2 separate regions of the Gossypium hirsutum genome follow, and region 1 is linked to region 2. A link is a contact called in public Hi-C data. All regions are on one chromosome and are shown on one strand. The core of a region is the stretch at or near the end of the contact, and the rest is flanking DNA. Distances in the headings are between cores, read along the strand shown.

Region 1 (2,920 bases), core at 399-2,898, 210 kb after region 2:
GGTTTTGGTAACCGCTATATATAATAATTAGTAGAATAGGAAAGGGTTGTACATTCTTGAATTTGAATCCTCACTTATAGAGTTATACAAAAGTGGTTAAAGTATTATAGAGGTCTTTTATTAGAAGTGAAATTATATTTTATTTTTTTATTTAAAAATAAGTAAATTAGTATTTATATGTTGGATCAAATAGTAATTTGGTAAAAATCCATTCAATTTTACTCAGTTTTTAACAGTAGAAATGGATGAAATTAACAGAAGAGCCGGTTTACTTTTTAATCTAATGTACAAGGACTAATTTGTTCTTTTTTTAATAAAGGAAGCAAAATGCAATCCAAATCTTAATATAAAAACTTCTATAATACTTTTATCTACAAAATTTGAATCTTAAATATTTCAATGTCATATTTTAAGAGTAGCCATGAACAAACTAAGCTCAATAATGAGTTCAAAACTATAAATAATTTGAAGGTTTTAACTTTGATCAAAACAATGTAACAAAATACATATAAACATAATTCTCATAGTTACTTTTGTGAACTTATGATTCATATGTTTATACAATTCCAAAATATAATCGTAACGAATTTCAATTAATTTTCACATTCACATTTTTGCCTACCCATTTATATTTAAATTCAAAATCTCAAATTTATATTCTAAAAAAGAAATTTTACAAGACGAGTTTTTTAAGTGACATATTAGGCTTTCGTCACCAAAACAATGCATACGTCAAGATATTTTTATAAGACATTAGTAAAAATTCATCAAAAATGTTTTAGTCATTGTATTATGATTAAGTTTCGGATTCAATTATTGTACCCTAATTTAATTATTTTTAATCTTTATGTAATATTATCACATGTATTATATAATGTCAACTTATTATTTTCATGTAATATTAAAAATGTGTCATTTGAGTTAAGGGTTTAATAGCTACTTATAGAGTTATGATTGGAATTTTGAATATATAAAAAGTAAGTGGGCTAAAATAATATAATTAGAGAATATAGACTAAATCCACAACTTACGCATAGTATGAGATTAATAATAGAATTTGACCTAATGAATTAATCGCTATCATTTGGGTTAAGACTAAAATTTAAATTTTAAAAAGTTTAAAAACTAAAATTAATCAAATTAAAGTACAAAAACTAAATTCACGACTTACATATTTTACAAGAATTAATAATAAAATATAACCATCAAAACTCTTACTTTAGTGTCTTGAAAATATTATGTCAAGATTAGAGAGGGACGGAAATACTTTTAGTCTCCCCGTAAAAATATAAATTTGATGTATTGATAATATATAATTTAAATGGTACATTATTAAATTTAAGACTATTTTTAAGGTTTTTATCATATAAAATTTAAATAAAACGAAATGTATATTTATTATAGATGAATACAAAAAAAATATTATAGTCAATAATCTTTATATTTAGTGACAAAAACATTATATTATAAACATGAAATTTAAATTCGATCCGAGCAACCCTATACTCCTCCGATTATTAAAAGAAAAATTTACTATAAATAGTCATTGAGAATAAATTATATAAAAAAGAAATAAAGTCGTAAAACTTCTGTACATGGTAATGGACCCATTTAAATGGGGTGGTTAAGGACATGTCTGGACCATTGCCTTGAAGTTCAAAAAATTTTCAAAGTTCAGATAATGTTCATTGGTGACAATTCCGAGGCAATTGACAAAGAATTTGCTTCCCAAAAGTTGGACTCTAATTTATGTGTAAACTATAAAATATTGGTCAACGAAACTAGAATTATATTGAATTGTATGTATTGGTCTACCAAATAACAAACAGTCAAATATCTATTTTCTTTGTTCGAAGTTATAAAATCTAATTTTTGGACAACATATTGGATTAAATTTTCATAACCTTCCCCTTTTTTCCCCTATGCTGCATAAATAGATTTCTTCATGATGTTTGTAGACAAGTATATCGTGTTACATTTTACGTCATATTAATAATTATTTTTTTGTGTTTTAAGTGTCGAAAATGATAAGATGTAGTTTTTTATTGCATATAGCCGCAGATTTGTTCATGAACACAAGCAATATTTTTTTACCCGTAATTGATTGGGTTTAAGGATATTTCACATTTCAGACCAAAAGGATTTGAATTACTATTTATGCAATAAATTTTTTTATTTATTTAAGCTTAACTACAAAATTGATATAAAAATCTTAATATTAGTTTGAAAGTGAAAAGTGAAATTAACACCTCTACTAAAAAACTAGTTAATCCCCATACTTTCACCTAAGTAAACCATATATAAATATACTGGCCTGAATATCAAATAATGACGTGAAAATAATAAAACATATGATGTGGGCAAAAGAAATAATAAAATACTTGAAATATGAACAAAATACCACAAATTTGATGGCATTTTAAACAATAGTATGTTTAAGCAACACAGTGGACTTGCATTTTCGACAAAATAGTATTAGACCTTCCTTCCCAAAGCTTATTTTACTTACCACTATGACGACTTAATGACATAATGAGCAATCATAAAGAACTGAATCTATTGAACATCTACCGAGGATGGGTAAAACCGAAACCAGATCAAGCCGATGCAAAGACCGAATCATCAAACAAGAGTTGGTGACATATTTAGAAGGAAAATGAGTCACTTCAAAGAAAGCTGACTCGAAAATCTCTTCCATGAGTTCAGCTTCTTAGAATATCTATTCAAAGTAATACATTCTATTGTACTTAGTTCTAAGTAAATCCCAAAATTATATCAGGCCGATGCAAGATCGAATCATAAAAAGCAAGAGCTAGCAACATATTTAAACGGAAAATGAGTCACTTCGGAGAAAGCTGATTCAGACTTTCCTTTAAGTGAAAAGTAAAGATCCATGAATTCAGCTTCTTAGAATAACTAT
Region 2 (3,168 bases), core at 265-2,764:
AACTTAGATTTATAACCGAAAAAATTGAAAGCATTAGGCTCTGAGAGCTCAAATGATATAATAAAGTGTATTGCTAGATTCTATAAGGACAACCGAGACACTAACCGATCCGTTTGAAACATGCCAATGGAGAGAAGATGCCCAGTGTAGTGACAATAAGGACAAAGGTACGCCCATTCCACCAGTGTTCTCCGAACCACCCTTCAAGGACACCAGCATGGTGAACTCCACTAGATGATGTTCCAGAAAGCACATCACCTTCAAGAACCAATAAACCATCATAAGCTCATAAGCAAATTTACACATTTCCATAAGATCAGGCAAGAGAAAACTATCTAGGAAATAAATGATTGAACAAGAAGGTGCAACCAGATATGTGTATGCAACTAAGTTGAATGAAATGGAAGTCATACCAATAATAATCATGTACACAATGAGAACACCAATGTTGTTAACTAAAACACAGATTTGCAGAAAGATTCTTCCATACTTTCCAAATGCATCCCCCATAAGACTTCCATAAGAAGTAGTTTTTCCAGCCCTACTAAACCTAAGCAAGAACTCAATCGAGGCATCAGTTAAGAATGCCATAAAGATGATCATAGCTATCCCAAGAATCAGTCCCAGAACTTTCATTGTAGCAGGCAAGGCCATGATCCCAGCACCAACAATTGTTGTTGATAAGTTAAACACCGCCCCAGTAAAAGAAGCTCCATTAAATTCATCATAACCAGCATCTTCATCTTGTCGTTTAGGTAACAAGGGAGCTGTATCATCAACAACATGTTTGCTCCTCCTTGACTTCCTCTCCTTCTTTGGTGTTATATCCCCAATTGTCATCTTTTAAATAACCCAAAATTCTCAAAGATTCAACTGTATACAGAAAATTTAAGCCACCTTACAAGCTAAAACCTAGCTTGAGCACGCTTCAGGAGATCTGTCTAAGTAGAAAGTAAAAAGTTCTACTTAATTCCTTCCTAACATAATCCAAAAAGAAAAAAGAAAAGAATTCTAACAGTACTAACCTGCAAAAATATACAAACTTTGCACTGTTTTGAAATCGATAAAAAGGGAGAATCTTCCAAATCTTCTAGACCAAAAGGTAGATCTTTTCCAAAAACAACACCAAAATAATCAATGAATGAACTTAATAAACCGAGAGTTTTGCAAACAACAGAAACTCAAGTGATCTACAAACTAAGAAAAAGGATAAGATTTTAATATCAAAAGCGAAGAGAAGAAAGCAACCCAAATTTCCAACCAACAGAACCTTAAAAACCAAAATTTTGTATGTCCTTGAATTGAATCTAATATAAGCACCAAAGCAGTAATTGAAGCCTAACCCAGAAATGAAAATTAAAATCTTGACCAAACCCAGAAGAGAGAGAATCAAAATATAAGAGCTTTGAAACAAAGAATTGGGGGTTATCCAACAACCAAAAAGCTAAGAAATAGTACTTATATGACCCCCTCGCCCAATTCTTGGTGTGTACCTTACTTTTATAGACAAGGCAAAGAAGGGACAAACTAGGCGGTAGAATGATGTACGGAAGGAGATAGTTCGATAGCGGTAAAAAAAATTAATTTTAAAATATAAAATTCGGTATCTTTAAATAATATTTTAATTTAATTTCGTTCAATTTCGGTTTCCCCCAGGATGATATATTTACCATTATAACGACAAATAAATTTGTTTAATTATATGTTAAAATGGGTGATAAGTGACAATTTTTTTTTTGAGCCAATAAGCAGTAGTTTTGAATCACTACATTTTGATTTATTCTTTGCTTAATTTGCTAAATAAATATTATAGTTTCATTCGATTTTCGTTTTTATTTTTAAATTTTTGGTATCAAATAAGTTTTGATTAAATTTATAAATGAGCGAAACAGTCAGACAATCCATCTTTATTATTTAATCCAGTCAATCTAAACTCAAATTATTATATTTGTTAGGATTACTTTTCTTGTAACAACATATCTAAACTCAAATTATTTAACCTAATTTTCAAGATAAGTCATTCACACTTATCTTAATTATATGAAAAAAAGTAATACATTTCTAATATCATTTTAAAAAAAATTATCATTAAAATTTCAAGACTAAACTATTTAGTTTTTAAAGCGCCTTTATTTTGGTCTAATTTTTTCACTTAATTTTTAATACGTTTTCATTTTAATCATTCAACTATTAAATTTCTAGTGGTGGTTAACTATTCACGATACATCATATTAAAAAAAAATTAAAACTTTTAGCAATGGATAAATAAATATAATTTGACAACTTTTAAAACATTACTTTAATTTTTATCATTTTCTATTTTAATTCTTAATTTTTTTTATTTTTACCCCGATAAGATTAAAAAAAAATTGAATAACTAACTAAAAGTTTACCCAAATTTAAATATGCTAAATTATAAAATCGAAAATTAAATTTTCATCCATAAATATAAAACACATCTTATAATCAATCATTTAACTCTACTAAAAACTCAGCAACGAAAATATTATTCATTAGAGGAAGTATGACAACCAATAATGTCAACGTCATTGCAGAAGGATTAACACATATCTGTTTGTTTGTTCATTATAATATGAGGGGGTAATCAAATAATGAAAGAAAATTGAAAACCATTTCTTTGGTGGAAAGTTATTTAAAGGGAAATTAGAGTGGTTGTTTTAAATTTGGTAGGGTCCAGTGAGATTTTTGTTTGCTATTTGCCAATATGGTATTATAAGTGGTTTCCCTTTTAGATATAAACCGAATTTGGTAAATTACTTTGTATTACTTTTTTGTGTTATATTTATGATTAAAATGTATATATTATTAGGGTAATTATCCCGAATTATTTTTGTTTTAGTTACTTTAATTTTTTTTATTAATTTGATCACCGTCATTAAAAAGATTAATCAAATGCTGATAAGAAATTTACAAGTAATTTTTTTCATTTCCTCTTTATTTTTTTCCCTTTCTAGACCCTTTTTATTATTATTTCTTTTATCTCTTCTTCTCCCTTTCTATTCTTTCTTTTCCTTCTCTTTTTCCCCCTACAAATCCTAGTAGCGGCACTTTCATTATTGCTACTATTAGATTTGGGTGGTCTAATTAGCCAACGAACATTGTCGTTCATCCCTACTTTTCGCTCTCGCCTTTCTTTTCTTATTTCAC

The links. Hi-C and Micro-C count contacts between places; a contact is called where the count stands out from the background.
Region 1: a Hi-C map of leaf shows a contact between it and region 2, with 2.0 times the contacts expected there. The contact joins the enhancer-like site here to the promoter of LOC107891994 in region 2. A contact is called at or near these places in 2 of 34 Hi-C or Micro-C datasets (hypocotyl and leaf).

The regions. Positions count from the first base shown.
Region 1 is chrA11:21,509,378-21,512,297 of Gossypium_hirsutum_v2.1, forward strand. No RefSeq gene overlaps it. Among protein-coding and RNA genes, the nearest start is that of LOC107912709, 17 kb to the right of the region's middle. Within about 2 kb of position 1,649, at least 4 of the 9 cell types and tissues checked have an H3K27ac peak or open chromatin away from gene starts, as enhancers often do. A contact at or near this core is called in leaf, where this site is marked.
Region 2 is chrA11:21,294,848-21,298,015 of Gossypium_hirsutum_v2.1, forward strand. It overlaps LOC107891994 (amino acid transporter AVT6A), which reads right to left and starts at 1,515. Exons shown (of 6, transcript XM_016816945.2): 1 at 1,026-1,515; 2 at 414-937; 3 at 106-258. The coding sequence starts at 840.